Linked DNA regions of Sus scrofa: all the other regions are linked to region 4. A link is a contact called in public Hi-C and promoter capture Hi-C data. All regions are on one chromosome and are shown on one strand. Each heading gives the region's core, a stretch centred on a gene start, on an enhancer-like site or on the middle of the called end of the contact. The rest is flanking DNA. Distances are from core to core; before and after follow the strand shown.

Region 1 (5,069 bases), core at 665-3,164, 71 kb after region 4:
TTACAGTACTGATAAAGCTGTGATTTATTTGCATGCTTTTTGATTTTGATAGAGACAGAAAATCTGAGATATTATATGATTTACCTTTAAAGTTACATAGTATATCGCCTCAGTCATGTTTAACCAAGAAATCATTTCAACTAGTGATCTGGTGCCTCAGGCTCAAGTCCAGTCAGATAGCTGGTGGACCTGGCAGCACAGTGCCCAAGGCCCATGTCCATTCAGAGAGCTGATCAGCCTGGCAACCAGTACTCAAAGTGTGTGGGTTTTTGTGGGGTTTTTTTGTCTTTTTAGGGCCACACACATGGCATATGGAAGTTACCAGGTTAGGGGTCGAATTGGAGCTGTAGCTGCTGGCCTACATGACAGTTCATGGCAACACCGGATCCTTAACCCACTGAGTGAGGCCAGGGATTGAACCCACATCCTCATGGACACTAGTTGGGTTCATTAACCGCTGAGCCACGATGAGAACTCCAGAGTGTGTGTGTTTTAATCAGCCTTCAATTTCCTTTCTCTTTAAGTATCTATGCAGATAAAGAGTTAACATAGCAGACTTGCTGTCCTTAGAAAGATCTGCTTACAAGATTGGTCCTTGCCAGCATCTGAGAAAAATTGCATTCTGGGAATGTTCCCACCATTTCTCAACTGATAAAGTGGTTTACTATGCTTAATCTATTTGTACAAACAATACGGTTTATGTTGTGCACCTCCTTTTCTGATAGGAGTATGAAATTTTGGTGTGTGCTAGGCAGAGGGTTCTTCTGTGACCTTAGAAACAACTTCGGACACTGAGTCTCTAATGAGTTTCCTTGGGTAGGCATTTAATCTGTGTTGTCACAATTCAGTACTGGAGGAATTTAGTGCATTCTTTCTGACTCCATGAGGAGAAGACTCTTGGAAGCATGTATCTGGTTTCCTCTGGACATCACCTCACAATAGCTTTTCCCTTTGTTGGTTTTGGTTCTATATTATTTTGCTGTAGTAAATTATAGCCGTAAGTATGATGATGTGCTGAGTCTTGTGAGTCCTCCCAGTGAATCACAGAACTGCAGGGTAGTTTCAGGGATTCCCAACATGGTATTAAATTCAGTAACATTGTAAGGAGGCACCTTATGAAGATTGTTGTCTTCCAACTCTTCTCTCTCTTTGACATTTTGGGAATGCTCAGCAGGATGACAGTTTAATCTGTTGTAATTTGGATATGTAAATATGTAAATTAAGAAGTAATTATTTAATTCTTAAAAGGATTGGAAAAATAAGTAACTTTCTTACTTGATTTTGGGGGGGCGGGGTGTAGGCATGAAGAAGTTCCCAGGCCAGAAATCAGACCTGAGCCACAGTAGTGACATCACTGAATCCTTAACCACTAGGCCAACAGAGAAGTCTCAGTTACTTGAGTTATTATAATTGAATTTAGAAATTTGAGTTTACACCAGATTTTATAGGAACATTTCTGTTAGGTAGGTTAAGATACTCTCTTTTTGCAGTAGTACCCTGAAATCCAGTTATGTTTGTCCTGAGAAATTTGTGTTCTAGGAATGGGATACTGTTGCTTCAGTTTTTCAGTTTTTTGCCCCATTACTGCAAGGTTCCTGTGTTGTTTATTTTAGATAGTTCATTTTGACACTTAGATAAACAGAAGCCAAACACACAAGCATACCCAGAACTAGTCCCTGAACTTTGTTCCAGGGTAAAGATAAGGCATTTAGACTTTTCCAGTATAGATAAATATATTACAGCTACTGAAAAATGGATGTTATGTGACTTGGATTGTTTAGATAGGCAGTGTAGGTCTTAAAAAAATTCCTGCTAACAGAGCTGAGGAAAAATTTATATTCATTCATAGAACCAGCTTGTAAGAGGATTATAAATTAGGCATAAGATTCTGTGACTCGGGAAAACATTTGTATGTATCATTTCACAACATGTATGAACAATTCCTCTGAACTGTGTTGTCCTGTTTCTGTTCAGTTTTATACTGTATTCCTGCCTTTTTGAAAATGTACTTAGTTGCGGTATAAATTGCAGGTGCTTGCCTAAACTGTGTAACTTAATGAATTTTTATAATTGTATATGCTGTGAAACTCCTCCACCACAATGAGTATACAAAACATTTTCATCATTCACCATAGATTCCTTATGCTCCTTTTTTGTTTGTTTTTTTGTTTTCTTTGTCTTTTTAGGACCTCACCCTCGGCATGTGGAGGTTCCCACGTTGGGGGTCTAATTGGACCTGTAGCCACCAGCCTACGCCACAGCCACAGCAACGCTGGATCCTTTACCCACTGAGCAATGCCAGGGATGAAATCTGCAACCTCATGGTTCCTAGTCAGATTCGTTTCTGTTGCGCCATGACAGGAACTCCCCTTGTGCTCCTTTGTAGTCTGGTTTTCCCTCTGTCCCTAGCACCAGGCAATCACTGATTTACTTTAGATTACTTTTATTTTCTAGGATTTCACATAAATGGAATCATATGATATGTTCTCATGTGTAGTGTCTGTCACTCAACACAGTAATATTGAGATTTAACCGTATTATTGCATGTGTCAGTAGTTTATTCCTTTTACTGCTCAGTAATGTTTATATGGATATATTACATTTTGTTGATCTGCCTACAAATTTATGGACACTTGGATAGTTTCCATTTGGGGGGCATTTGTAAATAAAGCTGCTCTAATTTCTGCATGGACATACAGTTTCATTTTGCTGGAGCACCCCACTTTTTTCATTTTTGTAATATTTTTTCTTCTTGGCAAAAAATAAGGGAACATCATGTAATCAGTAAACATATTGAATGCTAGATATAATGCCATGCTGAAGACACAGTGGTGAACAAGAACTCAACCTCTGCTCTTATTTAGAGCTTACAATTTGATGAATAAGGCACATATAGCTAATAATAAGTTGTGGAGATTATGTGAAGTTTAGAATGCTTTGGAGTATGATAGGGGTTCCCTTTCTCCCTGGTCTGGGGGTGATTAGGGAGAGTTTCTTTGAAGAAGAAATGTTAAGGAGCTCCCATCTTGGCTCAGCAGTTAACCAACCTGACTAGCATCCATGAGGATTCGGGTTTGATCCCTGGCCTCGTTCAGTGGGATTAAGGATTCAGCGTTGCCGTGAGCTGTGGTGTAGGTCGCAGATGTGGCTTGGATCCCATGTTGCTCTGGCTCTGGTGTGGGCCAGCAGCTACAGCTCTGATTCAACCCCCAGCCTGGGAACCTCCATGTGCTGTGGGTGCGGCCCTAAAAAGACCCCCCCCAAAAAAAAAAGAAATGTTAAGATGAACAGAGGTTAAGTAAATGAGGCATTCCATGTAAAGGGAATAGAATGCATGAGTGCTCTCAGGTGAAGAGAATGATACTGTATGGTTGCTGTCTGGATGAAGCTGGAAGGATTTGTATTTCTAGATCATACAGGTCCTTATACATGATCTTAAAGATTTTGGAAAATGATATGGGTCAGAATGTGGATCTCAGTGCGTTTTATACTATAGTCAGGTTTTTTGAATAAGTGCATTAATAGTCTCCTCATTTTCAGAAATTCTGCTTGCCATCTTTAATTCTATTGATTACTTTTAACCATAAGTTTTAGTAAGGGATGAAAATCGAAAGGTGAGCAGAATTTTGGAGTAAGACTGAGCTGACTACTCATTTAATTTTCTTATTTATTTCTGAATAAGTTAAATTTATCAAGATACTGCTGGAATACTAATGTTGAAAACTTTTATTTATGTAAGAAAAGTTTATTTGTAGGAAATCAGTTTGGCAGGAGGTCTGATATGTAATACTGATGACCTTTTGTAACCCAGTAGCTTGCTTGGAGGCTAGGAAAGGAAAGTCACTTTTGGAGGAGCAGGGTTGTTATTAAGTTTACAGTCGTGTTTTAGAGAATAAAACAAGAAAGTGAGCGTAATCTCAACTATTTTTGTTTAGACATAGTGTCTCTTACACAAAGTACTTAAGCTGCCATATAAAATACCATAGATTGAATAGCTTATATTACAGGAATTTTTTCTCACAGTTCTGAAGGCTACAAAGTCGGAGTTCAAGGTCTTGGCTCATTCCTTTCCCCAGTAAGGGCTCTCTTCTGGTTTGCAGACAGCCACCTTCTGGTTGTGTCCTATATGGCAGAGATGGGGGTGGTGAGTGGGGGAAGAGAGGAAACAAACTCTCTGGTTTCTTTTCTTATAAAGGCACTAATCCTATCATCAGGTATCCCACCCTCATGACCTCATGACCTCATGACCTCATGACCCCAGCCAAACCAGATTACTTCCCAAAGTCCCCCTTTGTACACACAACTTTGTGGGTTAGGGCTTCAGCATATGAATTTTGAGGGGACACAATTCAAGTCCATAGCAGTGCCTATTTATTTATTTATTTTTTATTTTGTCTTTTTTTTTTTTTGCTATTTCTTTGGCCGCTCCTATGGCATATAGAGGTTCCCAGGCTAGGGGTCGAATCAGAGCTGTAGCCACTGGCCTACGCCAGAGCCACAGCAATGCGGGATCTGAGCCATGTCTGCAACCTACACCACAGTTCATGGCAACGCCGGATCCTTAACCCACTGAGCAAGGATAGGGACTGAACCCACAACCTCATGGTTCCTAGTCAGATTCGTTAACCACTGCGCCACAACAGGAACTCCAGCAGTGCCTATTTAAATTTAAATGGGAGCTCCCTTCTTGTGGGTAGTGGGTTAGGGATCCAGTGTTGTCACTGCAGTGGCTTGGGTCGCTACTGTGGTGTGGGTTTGATCCCTGCCCAGGAGTTTTTGCATTCTGCAAGTGCAGCCAAAAAAATTTACATTTAAATGAATTAAAATAAAATAAAAAAATACTCTGTCATATTAGCCATATTTTAAGTACTTAATAGTTGTGTATAGGTAGTGGCTGCTGTGTTGGACAGTATAGATTATAAAATATTTCAGAAAATTATATTGGATAGTACAGATATAAAGAGTGTTTAGAGGCCTTTCAAGGCCTTAATGGATCACATGATAGAGATTAGTCTTATTTTGATTAAGAAGCAAGGCTGTGATTGTTTCTCATTTGGAGTCAGCTTTCT
Region 2 (5,439 bases), core at 2,926-5,425, 78 kb before region 4:
TTGGTTGGGTTAATACCCCTAGAGCTACTCCAGATCTTTCCATTACAAAGAGATTAAAAAGATGTCCTGTTAGTAAGCTAAGAGCTAGAACCTGAAGAAGAGCCCATTGAAGTGCCTTAACGGCTTTTTTGTCTTTGGGTTCCCATTGTAGGATTTGGGTACTGGATTGTTGTGCTTCCTTTAGCATTTTATACATTGGGCATGCTAACTCTCCATAGCCAGGAATCCATATCCTGCAGTATCCAGTAATGCCCAGGAATCCCTGAAGTTGTCTAACAGTACTGGGAAGTGGGTACTGCAGGATAAGTCTGATCCTTTCCTCTCTTAAAGCTCTAATCCCTTGTGATAGCTTTAAACCCAGATATTTAACTTCAGGTTGACAAATCTGAGCTTTGGATTTTGATACCTTATAGCCATATCACGCTAAGAAGTTAGGGAGATCACGAGAAGTCACCTTACATTGTTCCTTGGTATCAACACAAAGAAGAATGTCATCAAAGTATTGAATAATTTTGACAGGCTTGGAAGCCTTAAAGTTTGTCAAGTCTCTGGCTAATGCTTCGCCAAAAAATGAGGGCTGTCTCTAAATCCCTGAGGCAAGACAGTCCAAGTTAATTGTGTGGACTAGTCAGAGGGATCCTCAAAGGCAAATAAGAATGGCGAGGCCTTAGCCAAGGGAATGCAAAAAAAAAGAAAAAGAAAAAAGGCATCAAAATAGGTTTTGATTTTTAAGAGTTATTTACACCAGTTGAGCGTTCATTGCTCCTCCTATCCTTCCTCCAACGGCCCGGACTTCTGGGTCAATATTTACTTCCATCAGAGGCAGGCATAAGCCTTGATCTGGTTCCACTGTCATGTGGATTGAGGCTTTAACCTTTGACAAGGTATCTCTTCCTAAAAGTGGAGTTGGACTCTCTGGAACAATCAGAAAGGCATAAGAGAAGAAAACAGACTCCCAGTCACAACTAAAAGGTTACATAGAATTTTGTAAACGGCTTGCCAGAAACACCATGAATAATAGCAGATGTACTTGAAGGGGACCCAGGGTTGGAGAGGAGGATCAAAAAGGTGGCTCCCATACCCACAAGGAAGTTGATAGGCTGTCCTCCTACATTCAGAGTCACCTGGGGCTCCTGGGTAGTGATAAGGACAGGAGACAATATGGAAAGCCCTGGGTCCCATCAGTCTTGATCCTGGGCCTGAGGAGTCAACCTCAGAGAGAGTGCAAGCCTTGGGGCCTTCCCCTTTAAAGAGTCCCTCTTTTCCACAGAGGAAACAGGCTCTGGACTTGGGTCTTTGCCCTAGTCCTTTTGCCTTGAAAACTCCCAGGTTGACTCCTTGTAGAGCCTTAACTAGAGCCTCAGCCTTTTCTTTGTCTCTCCTCTTTTCCTTTGGCTCTTCCTGGTCCTGATTATAATACAGCTGACTTGCTATTCTGAGGAGGTACTCTGGATACTGATCAGGGGCAAAAGCCAATTTCTGGAGCTTCCTCCATATATCTGGTGCCGATTGAATTATGAATTTATTCTTAAGAATTTTTTGGCCCTCCAGTGATTCTGGGTGCATTGGTGTATGCTTCCTCAATCCCTCTCTGAGCCTTTCTAAGAAGGCCAATGGACTCTCTTATTCCCCTTGACAGACCTCCAATAGTTTAGAGTAGTTAACAGGCTTCACTCATGCTGCTTTTAGGCCTTCAACTATACAAGTGATAAAATGGTTCCTATGCTAATTTCTTTGTCTCCCTCATAAGTAGACCAATTGGGATTGCTCACAGGAACTGCCTGACCTCCTGTAGGAATCATGTTAGCTCCTCTTCTGATTTACTCCTGGCATTTATAACATACCACTCATCTCCCCGGCCTTGAGCATATTCATTCTAAAACTTTATTCTTTTCATTTGTAGTCAATGTCTGGTTCAGCAATAACATGATGTCCCTCCGGGTCAACTTGAAAGATTGCGTGAGACCCTGAAAGACCTCTGTGTATCTATGTGGATCGTCAGTAAATTTTCTCAAATCTGCTTTACAATGGGATGGACTTGTAATTTAAGGGGTATTCTCTAAGCTTATAAAACTGGATTATGAGGACCTTTATCCATATAGCCCTTAGATCTTCTTCCCACAGTGTAAGGGGCCTCCCTGTGTCTTGTCCTCTTAGGGATGCCACTAAAAGATGGATTTCCATTAAAAACTGGACTCTGGCCACTCAGCTAACATTGCTCACTGTGATATGCTGCTTCCTGATATGCTGTAAAAAATAGGGAAGATGGAGGTGAGTCTCGTAAGGGGGTAGGGACGGCTACTTTAAACCCTCCCTCACCTTTTAAGAAGTCACAAAAACAGGAGTTCCCATCATGGCGCATTGGTTAACGAATCCGACTAGGAACCATGAGGTTGCGGGTTCGGTCCCTGCCCTTGCTCAGTGGGTTAACAATCTGGCGTTGCCGTGAGCTGTGGTGTAGGTCGCAGACGTGGCTCAGATCCCGTGTTGCTATGGCTCTGGCGTAGGCCGGTGGCTACAGCTCCGATTAGACCCCTAGCCTGGGAACTCCATATGCCGTGAGAGCGGCCCAAAGAAATAGCAAAAAGACGAAAAAAAAAAAAAAGTCTCAAAAACAGTATTTTTGTTTATGACAGGTCTTTTGAAAATTGCTAATCCTCAGGAATAAAGTAACTTGTGGTTTCCAAAATGCTTTACAAAGGCTAGAGTATATAGAGGGAGGAGTACCCAGGGTGGGAGAAGGGGAAGGCCACGTTGTAAAGTTTGCCTTGTGACTTGCTTCAGCCGTCTTTGGCCGTCTCCCTCGTGGGACATCCCGTTTGGTGCCTCTCAGCATATGGCAAGTCCATGTAAACCCCCGACTGGGACTCCTGGTCTGACTGGGCTCAGAAGGTCTGCCTTATAGCCATATGAGGTCACTCAGGGGCTTAAATGGAAACTTGGATCAGGACTCCACACTGGCTTTGTGTCCATGACACGTCTCAGGCACACACATTCATTCTCCTTTCAAGAGGCAAATAGGAACTGAACAAAGTAGAAAGCAAAATCACAAGCTTGCTTACCTTATGAGTGCTGGTGTATCAGATCTTGGACAGGCCCCGGAAAGATGTTACCGGAATCCCAGTTCTTGTTCACGGAGCTGAAGAATGAACTTTGTGAACACACAGGCAGCAAGAAAGCAAAAGTCTTTATTAGAGAAAGGCAGATAGCTCCCAGCACAGACACTGCGAGGGAGAGGAAGATTTCCCACACACTAACTTTCTAAGGAGGTGTTATCTCTTAAAGACAGGGGTACCAACATGGGGTCCTGCTATCAGTCCTGCTCCCTGTTGGCCTTGCCCAGCACCTATACTGGGCCTTGTCCAATAGGGGCTTAGAGTCAGGATATACTCCATAGGCTTTATGGTCCTTTTGTTCTTCTTTCCCTTAGACTTAGAGTTGCCATTCTTTACATTCCTTTTCTAGCAGCCAAATGTGTAGATCAGAGGTTAATGTCCACAGATGTACTTTCAGTAGTTAATCTTCCAACAAGCAAGGGCTGTTTATCTTGATTTGTTTTTACAAATTTAAAACCGTGGACATTAATCAGGGAATATATGGAAGCCCGTGTTCCTACACTAACTATTGGAATTATTATTCTGCCTCACAAGTTCCCAGGCTAGGCGTTGAAACGGAGCTGCAGCTACCAGCCTAGCCACTGCATCATGGGATCCCAGCTGCATCTGCAACCTACAAGCCCCCAGCTTGCCGCAATGCTGGCTCCTTAACCCACTGAGCAAGGCCAGGGATCGAACTGCCGCTTCATGGATGCTAGTTATGTTCTTAACCTGCTGAGCCCCAAGAGGAACTCCCTGAAGGTTTTGTTTATTTTTGTTTTTAATTTCTTTTTTTGGCAGACCTACAGCAGGTGGAATTTCCCAAGCCAGGGATCGAACATGCGTTACAGCGGCGACCCAAGCCACAGCAGTGAACAAGACCGTACCCGTAACCCGTAGCCACCACCATTCTCCAAAGCAGGACAGTTTTCCCTTTCAGATTTTTCTGAGCTTGAGCAAATAAAACCGCGGTTGCGCTCTACGAAATCTCGCGATATTTTTACGGTCCTTTGTGGCGGGAACAAAACGGAAGCCAGGGCGACTCTGCTGCGCGTCATCTGTCGGAAGTGAAGTCACGTCCCAGAAGCCTTGGGGAAGGAGAAGCGCCGGGACGCTTTCTGCATGTAGTCAGGTGTGGAACGTTTTTGCAACGTGGTCTGGCTCTTTGCCGGACGGCGTGCGCCCAAGTGCTTGGCCAGCCGCGGCCTTGCGGGCCTTGAGGGCCTACAAATTTGGTCTTTTTTTCACTGGTTTAAGATCTCGTGTCACGCCACTCGGCGCCCTGACCCGGCTTCACCATGTTGGTGCTGTTTGAAACGTCCGTCGGCTACGCCATCTTTAAGGTAGGTGGGAGCCATTGGAGGGGGATGGCGGGTGTTGGGCAGGGGAGGAGAGGGAAAGACCTAAGGGGAGGACGACAGCGCTCATGTTCTCGTGGGTGCTTTTCTGCCCCCCTGGTCCGAAAGGAAGGGCCTGGAAGGTTTGGGCCTGGAAGGCGCCTATTTCGGTGAACACGTGGCGGCGTTGTTTGGGCCTCCCGGTTCTGTAAGGGGATTTGGCCCAGTTAGAGAGGTGGGCAGGTGCCGTATTAGAATTTTACAGGTTATGATAAAGAGTTTGGATTTTGTTGAGTGATTTGAGGAGTAATTGGGAGACTTTAACGGAGGAGTAAACTGATTTAACTTTATTAATGAAGTTGCTTTGCTGTGTGTGAAGTGGATTGGCGGGACGGGGTGCAAGAAAGGAAGCAAGGATATTTTTGCGTTAATCTAGACAAGATGAAGTTACTTGGATTAAGGTTTGTGTGGGTGGAAAGAAGTATTGGGAGAAAATTAGAAGGTAGAACTGATGGGATTGGCTGAGGGATAAAAGAATGTGAGTTTGGGGTTTAAGTGGGTGTGGTGGTAGGGAGAAGATTTAGGGATCTGGGAGGGTTACTAAAGTGTTACATTTTGGGCCGTTTTCAGCGTTTGATGTCTGTTAGACATGGAAATGCAGTGGTCATTTCAAGTTTGAAGCCCAGGGGAGAAATCTGAGCTGAAAATTTGAGTTTTGCTTATTTTAATTGGGAAAGTTTAAAATTAACTTCATCAAGGAGTTCCCGTCTTGGCCCGACTTAGGATCCATGAGGATGTGGGTTCGATCCCTGACCTCACTTAGTGGGTTAAGGATCCCTCGTTGCAGTAAACTGTGGTGTAGGTCAGCTGCCACAGTTCCAATTGGACCCCTAGCCTGGGAACCTCCATATGCCACGATTGCGGCCCTAAAAGACCATAAATAAATAAACAAATAAAATTGACTTCATCAGCAAGGAAATAATTGAATAAATAATTGAACAATGTGA
Region 3 (5,252 bases), core at 1,051-3,550, 100 kb after region 4:
ATGATTATTGACTAGATTTTGTAACCTTTAAAAGTGAATATGATGTCTTTCTCTTTCTGACTGACTTCACTTAGTATGATGTTAAGTACATGTAGATATGAAAACTGTCTGCCCATAACACTGTTGTGGATTTGTGCTATACAGTGTTAAGTTATACAAACCTAGTCTTCCTCTAGGAACAAGTGAAGTGAGCCTCTCGCATGGTCAGGGAGATAGGCATATGAGCAAATAAAATACAGTGCTATATAATGCTGAAATAGATAATGAGTTAAGAGATTTGGGAGTGCAGAACATCATTTAACCATCTCCAGAGTTAACTGAAGAGCATGAAAAATGGCATTTTGGATATTGGGTACATCATGTTTAAAGTTCAGGAAAGGCCTTCACATATTAGTGTGGTGGAAACTAGAGAATGGAGAAGTGGGATGAATGGTAAGAGGTCCTTTGGGTCCCAGGGCTGAATTACCCATTGGGCACAGTAGGCACAGAGCCCAGGGCCCAAAGTACTTCTAGAGGCCCATGAATATGTTTTAATTTGTTATAAAATCAGAAGTAGAAAAATAAACTTTGAAGTTGAAGAAAGTGTTTTAACATCTAGTATTAATGTATTATTATTATCCCCATGGTGTTATAAAGTATAATTTTTAGTATTTTTTTAATGGAGGAAGGGGCCCATGAAAACAGAAGTTCCTAGGGCTGACAAAAGGGATCATGGCCCTGTTGGGTCTTGATTATGAAGGATCTTGTATGCTAACTGAAGAGTTTGAATTTAATTCTAGGAACATGAGAGAACTAACAAATTTTAAGCGTTATCAGCTCTGTCTTTTATGAAGATGCCTCTGTCAGCAGTTTGGGTGAGACTATTTGCAGTTCAACGTAGTTATGTTAATCAGAATTGTTTTAGTGCTTATTATAACAAAATATCATGTGTTTAAAATGATGAGAGCTAACTTTAATCCCTTAAAAGAGCTAATTGACCATACTTGACTGATCAAAATTCTTATATCTGTTGACAAATATAGAAAACTATGTAAATGATCAGGTCTCTATATGTGACAGTATAATGCTATGCTGTACCGTTTGTCATGGTACTCTGTTTCACCCCTACTTTTCCTACATTGTTTTTGAAGAATCCAAAACTTTACACAGAGATTTTGCTGAGACATTCCAACAAATAGCATTTAAAAAACTACAAGCACTGTTTTAAGAAATGGCATTTTTTTTTTTATTTGACCCAAGGGCAGGTTAGTTACAAATCTTGCAAGAACACCTTTACATTGTAAAGGAATTTGCTGCATCTTAATTTGAAAGAGTTACGTTTAAAATAGCTAAGTATAATAGCTTATCTTGATGACACTGTCACAAAATAATTCCTAAAAAGTAGGCTGAACTTTTTTTTTCTTTTCTTTTTTTTTTTTTTTTTCTTTTTAGGGCCACACCCATAGCATATGGAAGTTCCCCGGCTAGGAGTCGAATCTGAGCTACAGCTGCTGGCCTACACCACAGCCACAGCAATGTCAGATCCCCAGCCCACTGAGCAAGGCCAGGGATCAAACCTTCATCCTCACGGATACTAGTCAGATTTGTTTCCCCTGTGCCACAATGGAAACTCCTGAACTAATTTTTTTTTTTTTTTTTTTGTATTTTCGTCTTTGCTAGGGCCACATCCGCAGCATATGGAGGTTCCCAGGCCAGGGGTTGAATCGGAATTGTAGCCGCCTGCCCGCGCCACAGCCACAGCAATGTGGGATTCGAGCCACATCTGCTATCTACACCACAGCTCACAGCAACGCCAGACCTTTAACCCCCTGAGCAAGTCCAGGGCTCGAACCGGAACGTCACGGTTCCTAGTCGGATTCATTAACCACTTAGTCATGACGGGAACTCCAATTTTAATCTTTATAATGATTTGGTGAAGTTTGCAAATTAAGATCCGAGGAAATACTAGTATTAAATGTGCAAGATAATACAAACAAGTTTGTTATTAAAGGAATTTGAATATGTGACTACCTGTGGTAAAATGTGATGGAATCATCATTAGGCTGAATTAGATTTGTTTTTATAAATACTATATTTTCTGGCTGTTTAGCTAATATTAGTAAACATCTTCTAGAAGACTGCCTGAAATAGTTTAAATTTTGGAAATGTGAAAGTTCCATTTGTCTTTTTAATAATTACTGTTTGTATCCAAACAGACTATAAGATGCTTGAGGAGTAGAACTTTGTATTAACTCCTTGTGAATCCCCTATTTACTTATCTCAATACTTTGAAGATGCTTTCTATTATAATAAATACGGCAGTTCTGTGTGTCTAAACAGATTTGGACACACAGTTTTTGGCTCTTCCATTTCTTCTCTGGAGTTTGGTCCTTAGTTTTGTAGGTTCAGAAACATTATTTTAATAAATCATCTCGTGCTAAGGTGCTAATGAATTGAAGCCATGAATAAGAGATACTAAAATGAAGAAATAAATCAGAAGCCCATGAGGAAAATACTGGCAAAGTATAGATTGCTTTTCTGCCTAGTCAAATGCATCAGGAAAGTACTAAAGAAACTACTTGAAGAAACCAAATAAAGATCAGCTTTTGCTTTTGGTAACCATTCACTGCTTTGGTATTCTCAGCAGTGTTGGTTAATATTTGTAAACTGATAAATTATGTGACAAATGTTCTAACTGAGATTAATTGAGTCAGACTATGTATATAGAGAAAGATTGACTGGCGTTGAAAATATATTGGGTTGACCTTCAGTATAAGGGATTGTTGAACATTTCTTCTTCCGGCTATTGATACTTTTAATAATGGAAAGTCATTTTCTTTTTGACTATTAATTACCTTAGTTTTAAAAAAAGATTTATTAAGGTATAATTTATATAGCATGAAATTCACTCCTTTTAAGTGAAGAGTTATTTTTTTGGTAAATTTACAAAGCTGTGCAACCATTACCACAATCTAATTTTAGAATATTTCCATCTCCATAGATAAAATCCATGTACTTATTTGTAGTCACTGTCCTCATCCTTAGATTAACATTCCTAATGGTATATGTTTATGGTAGAAGTGAACACTGTAGCATTTCCAAAAATTATTTAGCACTGTAGGTTGGTTAATTTGCTTTCTTGAAATTTTAATAATTTAGAGAATGGATGTTTTTCTGATGATTTTTTTTTTATTCAGACACCAAAATTGTAATAGGAGAAAGAGTGTTGAGAATAATTTGTGTAAGAGAGTATTGCTTTTGAGAAATGATTTTTCAAGTTTGCTTTTTGTTTGGAAGTTAAAAATTAATTAATGAACAAATAGAAGTTATTGAATAAATACAAAATTGCACACTTGTTCAAGCCTTGTTAGGGATTTAGTAGGGAAATTTACAAAGCCTTTCAAAAAGAATAAGATCTTATAACATTTTGCAAAGATTATCAGAAAATGAATTTGTCATTCTTTTATTTCCTGTGTTTTAGCTTCTCAGAATCAAGAACGTCTGTGTGCATTTAAAGATCCATATCAGCAAGACCTTGGAATAGGTGAGAGTCGAATCTCTCATGAAAATGGAACAATATTATGCTCAAAAGGTAGCACCTGCTATGGCCTTTGGGAGAAATCAAAAGGGGACATAAATCTGGTAAAACAAGGCAAGTAATACCTTTTTCATCTGAAATAAATGTTTTTCATACAATTGAAGTTTTTGTTTGTTTGTTTTTGGTCTCTTTTAGGGCCACACTGCAGCATACAGAATTTCCCAGGCTAGGGGTCAAATCCAAGCTGTAGCCCCCGGCCAACACCACAGCCACAGCAACGCAGGATCCGACCTGTGTCTGCAACCTATACCACAGCTCACGGCAACATTGGATCCTTAACCTACTGAGCGAGGCCTGGGATTGAACCTGTGTTTTCATAGATACTAGTCAGTTTGTTATCACTGTGCCTCCAGGGGAATTCCCATACAATTAAAGTTTATCTCAGTAGGGGGGCATGGAGGTAGATTAAAGCCCTATCCAGGAGGAGAGTAAATTAAAAAGTATGTGTTCATGTATGTATTCACAAACCAGCTCCAAATTTGTAAAGCGTAACTGGTCTTTTAGTTTATTTTTATAACATCTTATTAAAATGTTAGCAGCATAAAGTCATTGTATGAAGTTTAGAAAATATAGAAAACTCATGCCTACATTTCCATACTTTTTTTTTTTTTTTTTTTTTTGAGTATTTTAGTAGAGTCCCTTCAGGTGTGTTTTCTTTGTACTTCTATGTTTATATGTGCGTGCTTTTTTACCCTCAAATTATGATAATACTGTATAAACAATTTCATACACAATTTTTTCTATTTTATATTATAAATATTTTCTCCTGTCTTTAAATATTCCTTGAAAACATATTCAACTTCTCTACAGTAGTTCATTGTATACCTGTATCTTAGTTTACAGACACGTTACTCTGTTACTGGACACTATGTTGTTTTCTGGTGTTCATTGTAATACGTAATAGGTCAGTGAAAATCTTTGAACATAATTCTTTAGTTGTATCTGGTAATTTTCTTGGAATAGATTTCTCAAAGTAGAATTTTTAGATAATAAAACACGAATATTATAAAGGTTCACCATAAAAATTGCCATATGACTTTCTAAAAAAGTTGTGTACATTTATATTCCCTCCATCACTGTACAAGAGTGTTCTTGAATCTTTGTTATTATTATATATAAATTTTTTTGATCTTTTTTTGGGGGGGTGCCTTACCTGTAGCATATCGAGGTTCCCAGGCTAGGGATTGAATTGGAGCTGTAGCCGTTGGCCTGTGCCACAGCCACAGCAAGGCCGATCTGAGTCTTGTCTGCAACCTACACCACAGCTCACGGCAATGCTGGATCCTTAACCCACTGAGCAGGGCCAGGGATCGAACCTGCAACCTCGTGGTTACTAGTTGGATTTTTTTTCTGCTGTGCCACAATGGGAACTCCTCCAGATTGGATTGATTTTTTAGTTTGTTATTTTGCTTTTAGTTCTTTTTAATTGTATTGACTCCTAACTTATTTACATTAATATCCAATTTGTAGGATGTTGGTCTCACATTGGAGATCCCCAGGAGTGTCACTATGAAGAATGTGTAGTAACTACCACCCCACCCTCCATTCAGAATGGAACATATCGTTTCTGCTGCTGTAGCACAGATTTGTGTAATGTCAACTTTACTGAGAATTTTCCACCTCCAGACACAACACCACTCAGTAAGTACTAAAAGTGACTTACTTTTCCTTATAA
Region 4 (5,534 bases), core at 1,183-3,682:
ACCTCTAAGATCGCCCTCCCACGCAGATTTTCCACCTCGCAGCTAAGAATTAAACCCAGACTTCCGATCATGGCGCCACGCACGTCACCCTCTCCCTCTTGCCCCAGCAAAATCCCACCCAAGTCGACCAAGATCCCCCAGGAGTACGAGCTGCAGGGCGGGGGAGGAATCTTGGTTGCTTGGGCTTTTGCAATTCAAAAAACCTCCGCAAGAGATCCTCTCCAGTTGAAAGAGCAGCAATACCTGCCCTTTTCCTCGAAGCGTAGACCCGACCCCACTCTTTACCTTGAGGCGGCACCCCACACCGCGATTTTCCTTTCAAATGCCCTAAAAAACCCCCTAAGGCCCCCAGCTTTTGTGAATAAAAGCCCACCCTCGAAGTGGAAACTCCACTGCAAAGACAGATATGCAGACAGCAGGATAGCGAATAGAATTTTAAAAGAAGGAGTTCTTTCTGGCTTCGCAGCCTTTCAAACATTCCATATTCCTGTTAGCTAGGGAAGGTTAAGGTAATGGGTGCTTGAGGGTTGCAGGGCACCAATTAGAGCAAAAACATCAATTTAGGGGTGGTCTTTCCACCCCTAAATTCTGGGCTTTTGTTTTGAGTCGGTGAGGGGAACCGAGGAGGCCGAGGTCTCCGGTTCGGGTAAAGGCGGGTCCATCCAGATTCTTTGGGCTACGGAGAGGCAGGCTCCGGCCCCAAGAAACAAAGGGGGGTATATTTGCCCCTCAAGGCTTTACTCCAAGAGTCCCAGAGGAGTCAGAGGCTAAACCACCGAGCTCGAAGAGTTTGGCAAACGCTGGACTACAGATGCGGCCGCCTTCTCTTAAGCACACAAATCCCAAGCGTGCCCGTATGGAAGGTGCGTGCGTGTGTGTGAATGTGTGTGTTTGAAGGAGAAAGGCCACCGTTTTGTGTGTGTGTGAATGAGTGTGTATGAAGGAGAAAGGCCACCGTTGTGTGCGTGTGCGCGTATGTGCGTGAAGGAGAAAGGCCACCGTTGCCCATTGTGGGACGCCGGCCCCGCCCTGCCCTCGGTGGCTCGGGGGAGACACGCAGCATTAGGGCCTCGGAGTCCGCCTCTGCTAGCCCGGGAGCGAGGGGCGGGGCCGGGCGGGGTCGCGGGCGCGCAGGCGCAGTGCGGGCCTCGTCTCGCCGCCGCCGCAGCCGCCGCCGCTGCTGCCGCCGCCGCCCGCGCTGCACCACAGGCCCGAGACAGACAGGGCCGGGAAGAGCCGGAGACTGAGGAGGAGGCGGAGGCGGAGGAGGCGGAGGCGGGGCGACTCCGGTGACCGGGAGCGCCGCAGACTGGCAGCTGCGGCGACTCCCCCCTTTGTGTCTGGTCTGCTCGGAGCCACTGGAAGTGCTTCCCGGAGGGGCGCGGGGTGTCTCGCCGCCTTGCTGCCCACCCCCCTTTCCAGCCACCTACATCCGCCCTCCCGCCGCCCCCCGCCCTCGGCCCGCGACGCCTGAGCTCCGCCCGGAGCCTAGAGCTGCGGGAAAACGAGGCGGCGGCGGCGGCGGCGGCGGCGGCTTCCTCCGGAGGGTTGTGATTCGCTCACGGGAGCCATAGAAGACGAGGCTTTCACGGCAGAATTTACCCCAGGCAAGATGGAGCGGCAGCAGTAAAAAAGAGAGGAAGAAGTACACCGGAGAGGGCTAGAAAGGGCAGCCTCCCCGCACCTCCCCTCCGCCCGCTGTCTTGGGGAGCTCGGGGCCCGGCCTGCAGACCCCTCCCCTCCCCCGCTTCCCACCGCCCCTCAGCCCTCCGGCTGGGACCTGCCAGACCCTCGCAGGATTGTTCCGCGAAGACGTGAAGGCGGTGGGTTTGTCCATGGAGGCAGGCACCTTTTTCGATCCAGTCGAGGAAGAGGATTTGCTGTGCTCGAAATCGGAGTAAAGGAAGCACCGAAGCGAAACTTAAAAGGAATCTTGCCCTCCCGGAGCCACGGGCGATGCGCCTCCGGCTATCGGGCGCCGCCGCCCGCCCGGCTTTGCCCTTCCCGGCAGTCGGGAACTTGTTCTGATCCTTGGCGTCCCCATCGAATCCCGGCTCCCCACCCCTCGCCACTCTGGATATGTTTTCTCCCAGACCTGGATATTTTTTTGATATCGTGAAACTACGAGGGAAATAACTGCGGGGCTTTCTTCTTGTCTCCCTGCTTCTCCCCACGGACATGCCTTCAGTTTGGGGGGCCGAGGCACCCCCTCCTAGGCGAGCGAACTCCCCGAGCCGCGAGGGAGAGAAATGAAGGGAATTTCTGCTGCGGAATGAAAGCTCTGCAGCTCGGTCCTCTCATCTGCCATTTGTCCTTTCAAACTGCATTGTTTTTCGGGCTGGATAAGTCCGACGAGAGCGAGGACTAGCTTCTCGGCCGTCTTTCTCCGCCCGTGTTCACTTTCCATATTTATTTTCTCTGCTCTTCTGCTTCTCGACTGGCCCAGGGATGACTTCGTCGCTGCGGTGGCCCCGGCGGGTGCCCTCGCTGCTGTGGACCGTCCTGCTGGTCAGCGCTGCGGCCGGTGAGTAGCCCCGGGTGGCACGACCCGGCCACTTCCCCTGCGGGTGGCGAGGGAGGGAGCCTGCAGAGGCCGAGGCCTGCACCGGCCCTTCGCCACGCTTCCCCCGATCGCCTGGTACCTGCGCGCCTTTCCAGTCCTTCCAGGGAACTACCCTTCCATGTTGTCGTGTAGTTTCGAATCCCCACTCCTCGTATTCCCCACCCCCACACCTCCCACCCGCGGGGGGGAAAAAAGACACATTGGGTGTGGTATCTTGACATTTTTAGCTGTGAGGTAATGCCAGGATTAAAAATAATATTTTAATCACCAGTGGACAGTGTCTATTATGAGATCTTTGGAAACAGAACTGTAGGGTTTTTTTTTTTTTAATATAAAGAAGAGGATTTGGCTTACAGTAAAAACATTAAACTATGGAGCATACACTTGAACCTTATTTTTAGATTTAGATCGCTCTCTGGGAATCCATGTTACTTTCATTATTCCAAAACGTTCCCGAATAAATTGAATAAATGTTGAGGAACCCAGAACTGTGAAATTCTTAATACATTGTACAGTACTGTTAGTTGTTATTATCATTGGTATTATTTTATTTTGAAGGGTATAAGTAATTATGTTTTCATCTTTTCAATCTTGGACTCTTGTATTTTATCTGCTTTTAGAATTACTGTTGGGTTTAGAAGTATTTTCAGTAACTTTTCTTTTAGTCATCTGGCATCTGTTGGTTTTCCTGTCATTGACCTCACGTCAGACTTCTAGGAGATCTGAGTCCTGAAAGAAAGTTCTTTTGACATTTTGCTGAAGCTTAAAGGGAAATGGTAGTCATCCTTTCCTTAGGATATTTTGTCTTTAATTCTCAAACGCCTTAGTGCAAATCTCATGTTACGTTTGCAGTTAATTTTTCAAGCAGTCTTTTGGTGATTTGCTTTCAGAAATTTTGGGGAGTGATACATATAATTTTTAAATTTGGTTTAGTATGGCCAAATAGATTATATATTTTAAAATGAATGAAGAAAAAAATGGATGAGGGACAACATAACACCTTTCCAATTACTTTTTCTTAAGTGTAATTTTCACATTAATTTCTCACTGCTATGTTAGATGTGGAGATTGCTTGCTTATTTCCATTTAAAAAGTCTGCATTGGGAAAACACTGAAAGATAAATTGAACACTCCTTTTGTGTTTTTAATATTGTTGATTAGTGGCTATTATGTTTGTTATAGTTGTGTTAAAATAATTAGAACTTCTGAATTGAATGTATTTTGATGCTGATGTTTTAATATTTTTAACTGCCACAATTCCTTTTGGGGTAAAAAAGAATGATTTTTCTCTAGATTATTTTGCGTTAGTTATTTAAATTCTCTAGTTGTAAGCCATGTGGTTCCTGTGAAATATGAAGAGAGTAAAAGGCCTTAAGCTTAAGCAGTCATTCTAAGACCAGAAGTCTCAGAGCATAGATTTTTTAGTGTTCTTTGTTATTAACCTTTGTAGAACATAGATTCTTATTTTTAGTTGACAAGCTTATCTGAACTGATAAAAGTGGGAGAAAGTACAATCGACTTAAAAATAAACTTCATTTTATTTGGTAAATTAAGTATTAGAATGATGGCCCCTAAAAGGGATGGATTAAAGTAATCACTGCTTAAAAGTGATTTTAGTTGTCTTCTTTCTTTAGTAGCACCAAATGCCAAAATTTGTGAAGCTGGATTTCAGAGCTATAACAACAATAATAGTAGTAATAATAGTATTTGTTTAACGTTTGCTATGGGCCAGCAACTGTTCTAACAGGCTTACGTGTGTTTTCTCATTTGATCCTCATGACGATTCTTTAGGTTCAGTTATGCTCCTTTTATAGAGAGATCAAAGTACAGAAAATTTAAATAACTCAGCACTCTGTCAGTAAACTGTGGAGCCAGAATTGCAGTCTGCACCCTTTCCTAGGACGTTAATGATGGCAACAACTTCTTACTCTAACTGGGAACATGAAGTAAGAGTTAGATAAGCCTTTGAAAAGAAGCATAAACATTTAACTGGATCTTGGTACAGCACTGGTTATGCAGATATCGTGGTTCTAAAACATGCAAAACTTTGCCTAATGTTGAAGTGTTTAGTACGTTTTCATTAAGTGTAAGGTGGCTAGAGAGGGCCTGTGTGGATTTGGGATATATAGATGCAGTGATATAACTAGACAGGTGCAAATGGTGCAGCTGAACAGGAAAATAATACTAGAAGACTGACTGTTATTAAATCTCTTTATAGGGTCATGGTTAAATCCTCTATTTCTTTTGAGTCACTTTCCCCCACTTACTCATTCTAGTTCTTAGATTCCTTAATTCTAAGAACAGTTGGTATGCAAAAATTAGAATTTATATAAAAAATACATGCTTCTTTGATTTATAAGTGAATTCTTAATTTTACTAAAAGTGTACAATACAATGTAATACTTATTTCAAGGTCAGCTTCTGTTTAAACATTTTTTTTAAAAAAAGTTGCCAAGCTTTTTATTTAGGTTGTAGTGGTTACAGATAAAATAGCTAACCCTATATCCTGCCCCACCATGTGCAGCCCACTGAGCAGACTCAGCTACTCTTTTCCTCCTCTTAAGTTCTTGTTTTCATCCTTCTTGTCCTTCTTGCATCCTTGGTGGCCTGTGAGGTTAGGGAGCCTATGGAATTTCTTTCGTTCTTTTTTAAAATTAAAGTATAGTTGATTTACAGTATTGTGTCTCATTATTGGTATTTCAAATGGCCTCATTATTGGGATCTATTACTGGAAAGTTCTCTAGGATACTGAAGGAATTCAGGGTCTTAACATCGTATCATTGTCATTTCTCCTTGGCTGTTGGAACTGGCACTGATGTCAGCTGATTCTGCCTAGTCAGTATCGGCTGATTCTTTCTACATTTGACTAGATTTCAGTTTTACATACATCTGTTCAGGAACACATAAATTATCTAAGGCAAGATTTACCTAGTTAGTGTTCTTGAGCAGTTGAATATTGTTGAAGAACTAG

Evidence for each region. Promoter capture Hi-C pulls out the DNA fragments that hold promoters and counts their contacts. A called contact is a pair of places that touch in the nucleus more often than the background predicts.
Region 1: a Hi-C map of liver shows a contact between it and region 4, with 10 times the contacts expected there. The contact joins the enhancer-like site here to the promoter of BMPR2 in region 4. A contact is called at or near these places in 1 of 5 promoter capture datasets (liver), 3 of 47 Hi-C or Micro-C datasets (liver and skeletal muscle) and 1 of 2 datasets of contacts at active chromatin or transcription factors (alveolar macrophages).
Region 2: a Hi-C map of liver shows a contact between it and region 4, with 2.1 times the contacts expected there. The contact joins the promoter of NOP58 here to the promoter of BMPR2 in region 4. A contact is called at or near these places in 1 of 5 promoter capture datasets (liver), 12 of 47 Hi-C or Micro-C datasets (blood, embryonic fibroblasts, heart right ventricle and 4 more) and 2 of 2 datasets of contacts at active chromatin or transcription factors (alveolar macrophages and skeletal muscle).
Region 3: a contact with region 4 is called in a promoter capture Hi-C map of liver, with 3 times the contacts expected there. The contact joins the enhancer-like site here to the promoter of BMPR2 in region 4. A contact is called at or near these places in 2 of 5 promoter capture datasets (both in liver), 4 of 47 Hi-C or Micro-C datasets (embryonic fibroblasts, liver and skeletal muscle) and 2 of 2 datasets of contacts at active chromatin or transcription factors (alveolar macrophages and skeletal muscle).

What each region holds. Positions count from the first base shown.
Region 1 is chr15:106,040,762-106,045,830 of Sscrofa11.1, forward strand. The region is part of intron 1 of BMPR2 (bone morphogenetic protein receptor type 2); the gene reads left to right. Among named protein-coding and RNA genes, the nearest start is that of BMPR2, 72 kb to the left of the region's middle. Within about 2 kb of position 1,915, at least 6 of the 83 cell types and tissues checked have an H3K27ac peak or open chromatin away from gene starts, as enhancers often do. A contact at or near this core is called in alveolar macrophages and liver, where this site is marked.
Region 2 is chr15:105,889,433-105,894,871 of Sscrofa11.1, forward strand. NOP58 (nucleolar protein 58) reads left to right here and starts at 4,176. Exons shown (of 14, transcript XM_021075921.1): 1 at 4,176-4,438. The coding sequence starts at 4,394. LOC102166561 (a long non-coding RNA gene) reads right to left here and starts at 4,130. Exons shown (of 3, transcript XR_308179.3): 1 at 3,983-4,130; 2 at 3,063-3,151.
Region 3 is chr15:106,071,286-106,076,537 of Sscrofa11.1, forward strand. BMPR2 (bone morphogenetic protein receptor type 2) reads left to right here. Exons shown (of 13, transcript NM_001204900.1): 2 at 3,461-3,631; 3 at 5,048-5,218. Among named protein-coding and RNA genes, the nearest start is that of BMPR2, 100 kb to the left of the region's middle. Within about 2 kb of position 2,301, at least 2 of the 83 cell types and tissues checked have an H3K27ac peak or open chromatin away from gene starts, as enhancers often do. A contact at or near this core is called in liver, where this site is marked.
Region 4 is chr15:105,969,145-105,974,678 of Sscrofa11.1, forward strand. It overlaps BMPR2 (bone morphogenetic protein receptor type 2), which reads left to right and starts at 2,433. Exons shown (of 13, transcript NM_001204900.1): 1 at 2,433-2,524. The coding sequence starts at 2,449.